2 separate regions of the Danio rerio genome follow, and region 2 is linked to region 1. Evidence: chromatin contacts called from public HiChIP or PLAC-seq data. All regions are on one chromosome and are shown on one strand. The core of a region is the stretch at or near the end of the contact, and the rest is flanking DNA. Distances in the headings are between cores, read along the strand shown. Region 1 holds the start of mtdhb (metadherin b). Region 2 holds the start of psmc4 (proteasome 26S subunit, ATPase 4).

Region 1 (7,454 bases), core at 3,602-6,101:
TTAGCACAATGCTAATCTGCGCTGATTGGTCCGATGACCCAGTATGTTGTAATTAGTCGACTGTGTTCAGCGTGAGACAGAGAAATGCCCACCACGGATTATCAACAACTTTGTAGTAGTCGGAGTGCAGAAGTGCATTAAAGCAATGCAGTTAAACACTAGCATATTATTATAAGTAAAAACAACGACACGCGTTCAGTATTAATCCACACAGTGGCAAAAGCTAAATTTTTCTGAAACTTGCTAATGGTGGCCATAGCAATGATTAACAGCAGTGGATCGCGAGCTCACAAACTCATTTAAATCAGTAAACAAATCGGCACACGTCACGTTTTTAACATGGTTTTAGATGCAATATGAGAATATAAAGAGTTAACCAGATATAGTACAAGCCGCGTGGAGCGGTTACAAGTGTAAAAAACACAATTGAATACATATTTGGCAAGCTAGAGAAAACGAGGCGGCAGCCATTTTAATTATATTTAAGTTACTTGCACTTTTGAAATTGAGGAGGAAACTGATCCATGAACTGTGTACTGATAAAGTTTCTGTCAAGCTCTGAAAAAGTCCCATACATCAATAGTCTTTTCTGATCCCTCTTTTAACAAACGGCTGACGAATGCCCCGTTGTAAGCGTGTAGATTCCTGAAGCACTCGTCAGAAAAATGACGGGAACACAGCACAAGGCTGGGGATATAATGCTGATGTATTTTTGCAGAAATAAACTTCAACGACTGACTCTTCACAGCATCATCCTTGGGTAGAAAAATAACCCTAACTTTACCCTAACACTTTAGAGCATAGCGTCTTTGCGGCATGATTCAACCGTTTGATCCACTCTGAGTCGACTCTTTTATAAATTAATCAATAGTTTTAAACACGGTGCACTTTTATATTTAAGCCTTAGCTGGATATTCCACTTCACTTAGAGCTGTGTTACACACTGCATGGAAGGTCATTTTCAAAAACCCATAAACGGGGCTCTTTAAAAGAGAAAGTTTCCCCCCCTTTATTTTTTTCTTCTGGAGAAAGTGTTGTTTCTTTTAGTTTGGCTGGAATAGAAGTTTTCTTTCAAATGATTCAATTAATATTATTAGCCCTCTTAAGATTTTGTTTTTGAAAAAGGATATTAAGAGGAAAGAGGATATTAAAAGGAAGGTGTCTAAAGTTTAAAGTAACTAACAAAGTCAAATTATGACAAAATGAAACCTGCATATCCTGATCATGAAATATATTAAATAAAAAGTGAGCACACTAAATCCTATAGTTAAAATTGCATATCATCAAATAATTATGCTCTAATATGCTGACAATTTGTGCTTTTTTTTGGGTAACAAAAAACATTACTGTTACAATGAGAAACATTTTAATTAGCTAAATTACACACATTTTTTGCAAAGTAAATAAAGTACAGTATATTCAACGAGTATGTAAAAAAAAAAACAAATACACAATCAGTTACTTATCTAATAATAGGTATTTGATCTCTATTAATTCTGTTAACTATTTATGAAGTGTAGGAATCGTATTAATCAAATTTCATAACGTACCTTCATCAGGCTCTTTGCCGTCAACAGATGTGGAGGATTTTTTCTCTTTTGCAGAAGCTTTTGTCTTTTTCTTATTCTTCTTTCCCTACAGTCAAAAGGAATCAGTATGAATGAATAACCATTTACATTTTTGCGTGAATTATCCTTTTAAATGTCAAAGAAAATGAAGCAGGGCATTTTATTACCTTGTCAGCCCTCACTTCTGCTAGTTCTTGATCGTCTGCCGTTTTAACCTCCTCCTGTGGTTCAACAGCAAGTCCATTCCTCTGTGCTTTCTGTGAGACATTTCAAAAACAAACTTTTTAAAGGAAAGGCAATAGGACGGGTATCAATGTAATGCAATGTATGTATTTTTATTTATACAGCGCATTTATCATGTATGGCCATGCATCCAGAGCACTTCACAATTATGGGGGGTGCAGTGTGCAGCATCTACTTGGATGATGCGACGGCAGCCACAGGACAAGTGCGCTCCCTACACACTAGCTATTGGTGGAGTGGAGAGACAGTGATTCAGCCAATTTTGTGGATGGGGATGATTGGGAGGGCATGATGGGTAAGGGCACATGGAGGGAGTTTGCCCAGGACAACAGGGTTACACTTTACGAGAAGTGCCATAGGGATTTTTAATGACCACAGAGTGTCATGACCTCGGTTTAACATCCCATCTGAAAGACTGCGCTCACTGACAGTATAGTGTCCCCTTCACTATACTGGGACATTAGGACTCACACAGACCACACGTTGAGCGCCCCCTGCTGGCCTCACTAACACCACTTCCAACAGCCCTAACAAACCTAGTTTTCCCATGTGGTCTACCATCCAGATACTGAACAGGCTTATCCCTGCTTAGCTTCAGTGAGTAACCGTTCTTGGCCTGCAGGTGATATGGCTATTAATGCATGTAATAAATGTTACCCATATCCATTGATTGATATATTTTAATTCGTTTTGACAGGTGTTAAATAGATCATCTGAGAATAGAAAATGCTGTTTCAAATGTGAATGAATCATTGTTTTTAACAAACTCTTTTAAAGGGGACCTATTATGAAAAAAAAAGACTTTTTATAAGGGGTTTAAACAGTTGTGTGACAACAGTCTGTAAATATAACAAGTTTCTAGTAGTAAAAATGTTTTCTATTTTAATAGAATCTAATCACACTTGACAAAAAGTGACTTTATAACTCAGAATTGCGACTTTATAACTCAGAATTCTGACTTCATCATTTTTTTAAACATTGTATTTATTTGTTTTTTTATTTATGGAACGGGCTTCTATATACAAGCAAAACGATGACACTTGCAGGAAGTCAATCTTTTATGTCAGGGGTGTCCCACAAAGTTTAGCTACAACCCCAATTAGACACACCTGAACCAGTTACTTAAGCTTTTTCAAGGTATAGGGGAGAGTGGGAGACAAAGTAACACTTTTTGGTTTTGGTCAAATAATAAAGTAATGGGGTTAGACAAACCATTTGTTTTGTTTTTTTACCAACAACTCACAAGCCTCTCCTTCAAATGAGCACTGAAAGTATGATCGCCGGACCTATTGTTTCTGTTCAGTGTTGCCAAAAGTGCCAGGAGTAAAAATGTTACTATTTACCCCACCTGGAGAGCAAGTTGTGACAGATGAGGTTAGTTGTAACACATGATTATAAAGGCAGATTACACATAATTAATTTAAATCCAGTTTACTTTAAATAGTAGCTATATTTGCTCTGTGCCTAGCTCAATTATTTTTTTTATTGTACATAGTACAGTATGTTTATTTATTTATTGGATAAACACATTTGGATTATTATCCATTATTATATAAATGCTTTTATTTGTCGTATCAGCAATAAAAATATTTTTAAAATCATTTTATTTAAAGTTTGCAACATTACACTCGAAATTAAAAAAATATTGTGTTAGTTTAATTGGTGTCCAACAGTGTGTGGCTTAATTGTAACACCCTGTTACAACTAACCCCGCTGTGTCGTGTTTTCTTCAAAACTGGCAAATAGTCACTGTGTGTTTCTTACATCTTTCAAAATGGTTTCATCTTTTAGCCTAGAAGACGGTGATCACAACAATATAAGATTTCACGTTCATATTTCACAGATTTTTTTTAAATAAAAAAAATTGACTAATAAAAACGGTTTATGCTCCAAAAATGGTTTCACCTGAGTTTCTCATCCAAATTTCGCCGAACTTTTTCAGTAATTGGCAGGAAGACATCTGCCGACACTATGGTGAAAACCTCGGAAGCATGCCATGGTTAACCCTGAGCAAATACCTTAAAACTTATTACATTTTACCCCACATTACTTTGTGACCCGCGCTCCCCTACTTAAAATTTAGGGCGTTTGGACACCCCTGTTTTATATAAATGAATGAAAACAATTCAAGTCACCAGTGTCTGTCTTGTTAAACACAAAAGAAGAACATCTGAAGAATGTTGGAAACTAGTAGTAAACCACTTCCGTTGTATTTTTTTACTCAGTATACACATTAATGCTTAACAGTAACCAGCATTCTTTAAAATATATTTTGTGTTAGACAAGAAATAAAGAAAAGCATTACGGTTTGGAAGCAATAAAATGGTGAGTTAACGTTAGTTACCATTTTGGGTTAACTATACATTTATCCTGATGCGGCCGTGAACGACTCAATGATTATTATTTTTTTATATATATGAAAACGATTCAATGACTCACTCGTCTCCACCTACAGGCACGTAACGACGACACCTGCAGCAAATGAATCGTTTACGTCAACGAATTCAAAAGAACCGAGTCACCAGAAATGATTCGAAATCCATCCCAGACAAGCGGTAAATATAGGCGCAAGTCAAACCTTCTCTGCATTCTTCTTTCTGTTCCTCCTCTTGGGCTCATCTGCCTTTTTCACCGGTTGCGCTGGACCCGTATTTTCGGCGGAGTCTCCGGTCTCTGTCCCTGCGAGTCTTTTGGAGAAACCGCGACAAACGGACACCCATAAGACCAGCAGGAGAACCAGACCGGCCCAGGCCGTTAAAAGCAGCAGCCATGGAGCGCAGAGATCAGGATTCAAGCCCAAGTCTATTCCCAGCTCAGACTTCAGATAGACGAGGCCGGTGGACAGGCTTTCTCTGACATATCCCGTTATCTGCTCCACATGCTGCGACGCGATCTCTTGCCAACCCGGTGCCATTGCAATCTATTGTGCTGGCACCGGCGTGCAATCATTCACAAAATCAACTCTTTAAGATTAATCATACAGGAAAATGCATCTCTGTGCCAGTCGCCTGCCCCCAGCGTGCCACCGCCGATTACGGCTGCTTCTGTTCGGTCATTGGCCGAGGCTAAGTGAACCGATTCGCAGACAAGCTCCCCTTATTGGCCTGGAGTGCATTTGAGGGGAAAAAGCTGGGATTTTGAGGCTATCCTGGCTGAATTTAGCCTTTACTCAGTTGCATGAAAGCAGGCTAAATTAAGTTACTATGGGGATTTATTTTCGCAAGAACCAGGCTAAGATTATTCCTAGTGATTTATATGTTAGTTTCTTGGTCAATGCTACAAGAAATGAATGTGTTTTACAACTATACTCCATGCTCTTGGCTATTCCCATATGAAGAGTTAAGATGCAAAAACCTCAGTGCAGACCGAAATTTTCATCTAAAATTAGCATTTTTTTTTCTTAAACTGTTGTGTGTTGTTTCAGTAATTTTACTTGTAGTGCAAAGAATAAGTTGCATTTCATAAATCGCATTTAAAGTAAAATAACAACATAAACATATAGGAGGCTGAGAAAAACAACTGTTAGTGGAAAATTTCACATTGTCTTTGCATCTAAACTCTTCATATAGTTTCCAACAAATTTTATTAGCAACCATTTTAATTTTTTAGTTTATAGTTTATTTTTATTGGGATAATGAAAATATATTAAATAGACTTAACTAGAGTTGTCATGGTGGTGCAGTATAGCCTCACAGAAGGATGCTGGTGTTCTCATGGGTTTCCTCCTAGTGCTCGGGTTTCTTCCACAAGTCTAAAGACGTGGTATTGGTGAACTGGGTAAGCTAAATTGTCCGTGTATGAGTGTGGATGTCTCCCAGTGCTGGGTTGCAACTGGAAGGGCCTCTGCTGTATAAAACATATGCTGGATAAGTTGGCGGTTCCTTCTGCTGTGGCGACCCCAGATTAATAAAGGGACTAAGCTGAGATGAAAATAAATGAATGAAACAATTAAAGAAAAATCCTAAATGAAAGCAATACGTCATAGATGAAGGTTAAAAAAGCTTGATAAAATAAACAGATAAAATAGATGGGAAAGTGTTATAATATAAGTGCAATAATCTTCACAATTAATTCATTAGTAGCGTGATTGTCCACGTTACACACACAAACATATATATATATATATATATATATATATATATATATATATATATACATACACACACACCCTTGTCCCCTTTGCATATTTGTATTTATATATTTTCCTGTATTGTTGTAAGGCATAATATGTGTTTGTTCTATCATGTTTTTTTATCTTATTATTATTATTATTATTATTATAAATTGATTTTGTTTTGTGTTTTTACTTTGAATATTATTATATTGATTAATTCAGAGAGAAAGAAAAGGTGAGCAGATTGTGTTCTGCTGCTAGATTTGGAGCAGTTGATGTCTAATGATTCTATGTTTTTGGTGCTGTGGCTCTCTGGCTAATATCGATCAATAAAAAAGACGAGTTAAAGTAAGATAATATTATTTGATTGCACTTAAGTGTTAGTTTAAAGAAGCTTCACATGATTACAACAATAAACAGGATATATAATAATGCAAACTTAATCAGTGAGGCAAATACAAATAGTCATTTATTAGCATAATTCCGTTTAAGGCTGATTCAGTTTAATAATAACTGACCAAAGTTCATACACAACACTATTTAAATGGCAGCTCAAAGAGTGAAACATTCAAGGGGGTCTGAATCGTTTCCATACCCACGGTATATGTTCAGTTTCCCACTTCAAAGTGGGTAAAACATGGTGTAAAACATATGCCAGAGTAGTTGGTGGTTCATTCTGCTGTGGTGACCCCTGATAAATAAGGAGCTAAACCATCCAAAAAAATTATGAATATAATAAAATATTTACTTTTATTGCATTTTTTAGCATTATTTTTTTCTCTGAGCTTTTCCAGACTAATTAGCCCTCCTTTGCCAATGAAACAAATAATTAAAGACAGATTGACTGAAAGAAAACAGAATATAAAACACACTTCCATCATTGAATCAGTCCTCTGCACTTCAATAACGGTCCGGTTTAGCTCAGCTACCAAATCTGACCTTCGAAAATTACGTTGAATAGTTCGGACTGCGAAGTGAATCACTGGTACAACCCTCCCTACTCTCCAAGAACTGTTCTTATCCAGTGTTCGTGGCATTAAATCTATGTTTTTGTTGTACATTTAAGATTCTTATAAAATCTTTTGTCAGTGATACAGGAACAGGACATCCTGAAGTTGGGCAGCTAAATACAGTCCTATGTGCTGGGCTATGGCAGCATTTGAAGTGGCGCCTGCAACTTATGAAGCAAACGGCAGGTGGCGCTCGCCCACTCAACCCCGCAACGAGCTCCAAACGCAGAAGAAGAACTAAAATAACGGTTGAAAAAAAGAGACGCGAGTTTCTGTGAGTCCGCGGCGGGTATTTGAAGCTCCAGGCCGCTTTTAGTTCGTCTGTTGTGGGTCTTTGTTGATATTACCACCCAATCAGCGTCTGTCGTGTGATGAAGCGCATTATTGTCCCTCTGGACTGTGTTCGCATCATTATTGTCGTTAGTAAAGACTTTTTCATCCCGTGAGTGAAGGTACGTGGAGTTGTTTACTTTTTATTGTGTTTGAAACTCTTATAGTTAGCTAGCCTGGCTATGTCTG
Region 2 (7,498 bases), core at 978-3,477, 88 kb before region 1:
GCTGCTCCCACACGCTTGTCTGTATTGAAGCCAAGCTGTGTTTCTGTAAAGCCTTTCGATGAACTCCCTTCATGTTCGTCTGATCTGAAAGTGAAGTCTCAACTTTCCTTACCCAGACTGCCAGGCTTTACAAGTCGACTAGTGAACAAGCGTGAGTCTGTACGTGTCCCTCTGTTCACTAATATGCCTGTTCTGAAACTAACCAATGTGTCTGTGGTGTTGTGATTAAAGTTCTCATGTGTTTTCAGTGTCCATTTGAGGATGAGGATGTCAGGACAAAGAGGGCTCAGCCAGCAAAAAGTAACCCACTTCTGCTGTCAAGATTCCCCTCTGCAGTCTGTTTTTGAGTTTACAGAACTGCTACAAATCTTCCTTTGTGCATCAATAAATTGATTATTGAAAAAATATATGTGTGCATTTATTGATCTTCAAATGTTGTAATGATCTTAAAATGTCTTTGTGTATTTAACTAAACAGTTCTTTGAGCTTCAAGAAAATAATTTTGTTGTCCATTAAACATCAAACCATCAAGAAACATGTCAATTCACCATTTCAATTTCACCTATAGCTTTAAAAGGTTCAATCGCTGGACATAGATAAAAAAACTGATCATTTAATTTGACAGTTATATACTTATTATACTCAAAGATAATGTTAACAATGCAGCCTAGCAATATGTCAGCCTGTTAAACAGATAGCAATTGGTATTAATGAAAATAACGTGTAAAAGGCAGAATGCATGTAGTTATTATGTGTACATTTTGATTACATTTGGTTATAATATTAGAAGGCTTAAGGGAGTTAGAGGTCTCTTAATGTCTCCTCTTGTTTTCTATAAACAGTTTGTGTTCTAGGGAGACTCCATTTTTCATTTTTACAAATAAAAATATATTTTTTTTAAAGCAAAGCAAGAGATGTTTTTTGAATTTAAACTTCAGCTTTGTTCATATGTGTCAAAGTATACAAGATCATTTTGAGGGAAACAATAATAATGGTCCTAACCTATTTCCTGTTTTACATTTTTAATTTCTATACACTGTAAAACCCAGCAGTCAACTTTATGAAATGAAATGAGTGTCGTTAACGAAAAACTGACTGAAAGTTAATTCTAATTATCTAAAAAGAGTTTTGAACTTAATGTTGAAGGTAATGAGTTAATTTAATACCTCATTACTTCAACTCAAATGAAGTAAGTTCACAGCACTCATATAGATTAGTTTTTTAACTTAAATGGTTTGTAGCAATCGTTTTCCTCAAATGGTTTGAGTCACCTTAACTTTTTGGGCTTTACAGTGTAGCCTCAGAGAATCCAGAAAGAGCCACATAGTGATAATAAATAATGTTATGGCAGCTTTTTTACAATAGACATGACTGAATTGCCTCTTGTTACATGAAATAGTTTGACAACAAGCAGGAAATGCTTATTGGCCAATGACATCGCCACATTGAAATGGTCAGCTTCAGAAATATCTGCTTAATGAAGTTAATAAATTTTATGTTTTGAAGCAGGAGAACATGCTTGTTTCATCCAGATTTAGAGTCAAATTATTCTAAAAATAAAAACACACATAGGCTTAAAAAACAAAACACAATTGTGTAATATGATAAAAGATGAAGAAAAGGATGGCGACACATTGACAGTGGTTAGCACAATCGCCTCACAGCAAGAAGGTCACTGGTTTGAGTTCTGGCTAAGTCAGTTGGCAATTCTCTGTGGAGTTTGCATGTTCTCCTCGTTCATGTGGGCATCCTTTGGGTGCTATACGGTGATGAATAAAGGGACTGAGCTGAAGGAAAATGAATGAATAAACAAAATGCATTGCCAATGCAAATGCATTGATTTGGTACATTATTCAAGATATCACTGTTGTTTACACACACACACACACACACACACACACACACACACAGATATTAAAAAAACTACAAGCAGTTTTAAAAAAAAGTTGAAAAAGGCTGTTTTATTTTGAAAATATTTATAATAATGTAAAAGAATGCATAATGTTTTGTGACAACCATGCTATACATATTTATGCAACTTATGCTTGGGATTCTTTAATGGAAAAAACTCAAATTAATAGCATATATTATTGAGTATTTAGACATTTAATCATTACTGTAATTTTGAGCAATTTACTAACATCGCTGCCTAATAAATATGTCTATATCATTCTTCAAAATGTGTCAACCTGTCAACAAAGCAGAGATTGAGAGGTGGCCTTTAGGACCCGGTGGTTATTTGCGGAAATTGATTTACATCCCACGTCGTGACGTCATGTGCTACAAGCAAACATGGAGGACGGTGGAGTGTTGGTTGAGAAACCTCAGGTGAGATCTTATGATGTAATTTTAACAATTTTACTCTTACAAGGCTGGCCTAAACAGTTTGATCATATATAAATGTTTCTAGTATATGCAAACAATGCCCATATATGACAAGAACACGTGTCTGCAGCGTAAAATAACTGATGAGAAGATGCCGATTCATTCAGCTAGCAGCAAATGCTCAGTCATGCCATTCTCTGACAGCGGCTAATGTTAGCATGTGTGCTCGATTTATAGCAGATAGCCAGATCACAGTGAGCCTGTCAAATTATATTTTCTTTTGCCCATGTTTGTTCTGTATATGTATATTTTACAAAAATACTGACATGAAGTTCATATATTTGTGTTGCAAAATGAAACATCAGTTGAGGTCTTGGTTAGCCATGTAACGTTAGCATAGCAATGAGCTGTGTTTGTGAGTTAGTTACGTTAGATATATCGTTAGATATGTACTAACCTGTGTTTTAACAGTTACACCATAACAGTATGCTGGTAATGCTATCGAATTCGAATGAACACATGTATATAATAATATGTATGTTATTGACATGAGTGTTTTTGACGATAACGGTTTGACTAAATCAATGCATTACTGGATTTTGTTACTTGTAAATTCTGTGTGATACTCGTTTAGATGTCGTTTGTTTTTATACATAAAAGCCATACTAAAGCTTAGATTTTTTAATTTAATAAAGAACAGCAACAGAAAGAATATGGACTTAAGAATTTTTTTATTAAAAAAAAGTTCATGACGTTTAGATTTAATTGAAATGTTTCAGGTTTAATTCAGATTAATGTTCCTGTAATAATGTTTTGATTCTACATGTTTTTTATTTATTTGTTTTTTTCCAGGATGATGTGCCGGCCCTGCTGAATTCCAGGCCACAGACCGGCTTGTCTTTCTTGGCACCAGAACCAGAAGATCTGGAGGATCTTTACAGCATATATAAGGTTTTTATACTTTCTTTCTTTTTTTAACCTTCAGGGGTCCGTTGTTTGTATGTGGATTACTCAATTAGCTGGATTTGGTTATTGAAGATTTTACACGATCCAGGATCATTTCGTTATACAAAACTTATCTGAGAGTTGTTGTCGTCATAGCAGTTCTGGTAGCACAAACCATTCCGGCAGCAGGCTTATTTCATATAAACAGAATTAGATCGGGTCATTTCAAGCAAAGGTAATACTGAAAGTATGTACCGAATGCTGATATTTTCTTACAGTAGTAGGTGTATACACTTGGAAAAACAGTAAAAAGTTGATAGATAGATAGATAGATAGATAGATAGATAGATAGATAGATAGATAGATAGTTAAAAATTCAATCTGCACTTCACAATAAAAGTGCAAAAACTGTCACAAGGTGGTTCCCCCTAAAGGGAATTATTTATCAGTATTATTATTTATTAATTAGGGTTTTATTAATATGGACTTTTTAGACACAAATGTGTACTATTTTAATGTACCAGCTTTAGTACAATTTGTGTATGATAATAGACATGCACAATATTCAACAGTTTATTTATTTTTTTTAAAGGAATAATAATTTATGCAGTCAAAATGCATGTTTTGACAGCCAATATGACGGTGATTTGATGCTTTGCAAAAGTTGCTGACACCTTTACCAATATCAAAATGCTTTGTTGATGCAAAATAAATTTAAACAGCCAAATATTCCTTGCGCCGATTAAAAAACTTGAATAGGCTACTATAATAAAGAATATCCGACTTCAATGTAAACAAAATAAATTGCAAAATACTCGACACATGAAAGTGTAACGCCTGCAGTCCACAACAAAGGTGGAAAGTTATTGCTTGTCACATTTAACAAACTGTTTATACGAGTTTTATTGCTCACATGGATAATTTAAAATTAATTAGCTGATGTCATTACACTGCTGTGCTGTCAGCCAATTGTTGCATTGCTGATCATCATTTTATAATGATCATTTATGATTTCATAAATTAGCCAGAGATCGGTTATCAAGATTAAAAGATCCAGGATCGGTCACATCATCTTAGATCATTTCAGTGAGGTACGAAGTACGAACCCCAAGTGTATTTAGACATATAAGAGATACATAAACATTTCTGTTAGGAAAACAATTTGTATATAATGTGTGTGAGTTAGTTTACACTTCTCCTCAATTACTCATTGACAAACTGCTTATTATATACAATATGGTTTTAGTTAAGTTATTGACTATTATAAAATTAAAATTATTTATGATCAAATGGTCATGAAATAAGAAAAACTGTACTGCTGTTGTATGCATTATGAAGGTAAGATGCAGTATAAATGCTTCTTGTCTTTCACAATATAAACCATTGTATATCCGCACCACCACGCTTATTAATTGACTCTCATTTGCACACTGCAGAAGTTGCAGCAGGAGTTGGAGTTTTTGGAGGTGCAGGAGGAATACATTAAAGATGAACAGAAGAATCTCAAGAAGGAGTTCCTTCATGCCCAAGAGGAGGTGAAGAGGATACAAAGCATCCCTTTGGTCATTGGGCAGTTCCTGGAGGCCGTCGACCAGAATACAGCTATTGTGGGCTCAACCACAGGTCAGAAGATTGATCTGTATATGATGGAGGGGATGGTTTAACTGTTGACGAAAGAAGCAGGGCTGCATCAAAATACATCAGAATAAAGTTATTTTAATGTTGTGCCATGAGGATCACATCATGCTGATTGCCATTTAATTTAATGCAGTACCAGTATTGAGTGTTTACAGTATTTACAAACCAATATTGACTGTGTGCATGTCAATGAATACAACCTCTTAGAAAGCACAGAGTATATTTGCAAAATACTTAAAAAATAGTTTAAAAAAAAGTTTTTAATTCTTTAAATAATTTTTTTTTTCAGCCAATGTCATTGCAATAATTTGTTGTTTTGTTTAATAATCTATTCTTTTCAATGGCAGGAAACTCTTAAAAATGATTCATAATTATACTGAGCTGGTCACATCAGTAGGTAATATGCTTTATGAAAGCAAGTAGCAATAATATATTATTTTACTTTGTTTATTTTCATTGCAATTAAGCACCCTCACAAAATGACCTCACTCACATTAGAATTATTAATTTCTCTACAAATATTCAAGTCAAAACAAAGGCACAACAACATAATACTGTGTTTCTCCAAAATCTTCCTGCCCTAAATTTAAGTTGCTTTGGATGAAATCCTCTGCCAGTTGCTTTACAAAATCTAATTGATTCATCTCTGAATAATAACATGGCTTTTTTCCGCAGGCTCTAATTACTATGTTCGAATTCTGAGCACAATTGACCGAGAGCTGCTGAAGCCCAATGCCTCTGTTGCTCTGCACAAGCACAGCAATGCTCTGGTGGACGTTCTGCCTCCAGAAGCAGACAGCAGCATCATGATGCTCACTTCAGGTATTCTTAAACATACATTTCTTCATTCTAAATCATTTCATGGATCTCTGGAATTCTTGGTTCGGATTGGTCAATCAGGATGCTCCAAAGCATGTTATTCCCAGATATTATCCCATAAAACTATTAACCGGCTTCACCATGAACTACAAGTAGGATAGTGAAGGCTGCAGCTTTTAAAGAACAAATATTCTTTTAACAAGCCTTGTATTTAATTAAAAAAAAAAAAAATATATATATATATATATATATATATATATATATATATATATATATATATATATATATATATATATATATATATATATATATATATATAAATAACCTGGTATTTAATTAATAATAACAATAATATGAGGCTATGTTTAATGGACTGTGCCTCTATTTTGTGCGAAAAGTTTATTTTAATACCTTAAGAAACCGGTTAACAATTAATAGAAAAAAACAGTTCTTTCCTCCATCACAAAAAAATACTATCCTGAAACTTTCACACGCAAAAATAAATGATAAACTAAAAAGGGAGGTGATGACTGTAATAACCACATCACTGTAGTTGACATCTCATTAAGGCAGTGGTCCAGTTACTGTCAAATCCCTAGTTCAGATCAATGTTTTATGGAATTGTTTAGTAAGTGGGATAATGTACATCCTGCTGGTTGTTTTTGCAAAAAAAAAAAGCCCTTCAGTCTTCTATTTCTACTTACAACCCATGCTTGTATATTTTGGTTGCATCTTATTTCTTAACTCTTGTTACTTTTAATTTGACCCTAGATCAGAAACCAGATGTGTTGTACTCGGACATAGGAGGAATGGACATCCAGAAACAGGAGGTCAGGGAGGCCGTGGAGCTTCCCCTCACACATTTTGAGCTCTATAAACAGGTGCGTGATAGCGTGAAATAAGGGTCATGATATTGGAAAAATCTGATATTGCAATATTTAGTTTTCCTAGATTTCTAAAATATTGCGATATGAATACAGTTTCACAAGATGGTTTGAATAACTCTCTTTGACAGTTTTCTGGGGAATCTTAACAGCATTCGAGTACAAAAATGTAATGCTTTTATCTGGAATATCTAGAAATCGTTATCAGCCATTGGGGTAGATAAAATCTAGTTTTCATTTTGAAATGTGGATATTTAGACTAGAGAGAGGTAAAAAAAAAATTAAAAGTAAGAAAAAAAATGTTTTGGTATGATTAATTAAATACAACTTCTCTTTGTTAAACTTCTAAACATCTTAATTTTTGTGATCTAAGCTCCTTTGAAATGCTCAGTCACAAGCCTTAAAATACATGTGAATGATGAACTTTCACTCTATTATGGTTAAACTCAGCAGTGACTCTACAAATCGAGTGTTCTGTAGCTCCTGGTCAACTATAATTCAGACTCAAACTTGCGATGTGACTATTGTGGATGAATACATTGCGATATCAGTGTGAGATAATGTGCAACCCTATTGTGCAAACAGGAAAACAAACAGCTGTGTAGTTTTGTTTGTCTGCTAATTTTTCCACTTTTACTCTCAGATTGGTATCGATCCACCCAGAGGAGTGCTCATGTATGGCCCACCTGGCTGTGGGAAGACTATGTTGGCCAAAGCTGTGGCTCACCACACCACAGGTAGGTTTATGTGTGGTTTGAGGCCTTTTGATTTATTATTGAGCTTAGTGGTAGGGCAAATGAGTGAATAGATCAGAAGCAAAGGGTTATGTAATTGTTTTTATGTTCTGCAGCGGCCTTTATCCGTGTGGTGGGATCTGAGTTTGTGCA

What was found. HiChIP or PLAC-seq counts read pairs in DNA pulled down with a chosen protein or histone mark.
Region 2: an H3K4me3 HiChIP or PLAC-seq map of gastrula embryo shows a contact between it and region 1, with 2.5 times the contacts expected there. The contact joins the promoter of psmc4 here to the promoter of mtdhb in region 1. A contact is called at or near these places in 1 of 18 Hi-C or Micro-C datasets (caudal fin) and 2 of 4 datasets of contacts at active chromatin or transcription factors (embryo and gastrula embryo).

Annotation. Positions count from the first base shown.
Region 1 is chr16:46,135,864-46,143,317 of GRCz12tu, reverse strand. mtdhb (metadherin b) reads right to left here and starts at 4,851. Exons shown (of 12, transcript XM_073926541.1): 1 at 4,390-4,851; 2 at 1,736-1,825; 3 at 1,551-1,635. The coding sequence starts at 4,725. The region is part of intron 3 of cep85 (centrosomal protein 85); the gene reads left to right.
Region 2 is chr16:46,220,951-46,228,448 of GRCz12tu, reverse strand. It overlaps psmc4 (proteasome 26S subunit, ATPase 4), which reads left to right and starts at 2,227. Exons shown (of 11, transcript NM_199750.2): 1 at 2,227-2,328; 2 at 3,178-3,276; 3 at 4,707-4,893; 4 at 5,584-5,730; 5 at 6,499-6,608; 6 at 7,255-7,348; 7 at 7,462-7,498. The coding sequence starts at 2,293. It overlaps si:dkey-199f5.7, which reads left to right. Exons shown (of 2, transcript NM_001128816.1): 1 at 1-159; 2 at 249-381. The coding sequence ends at 347.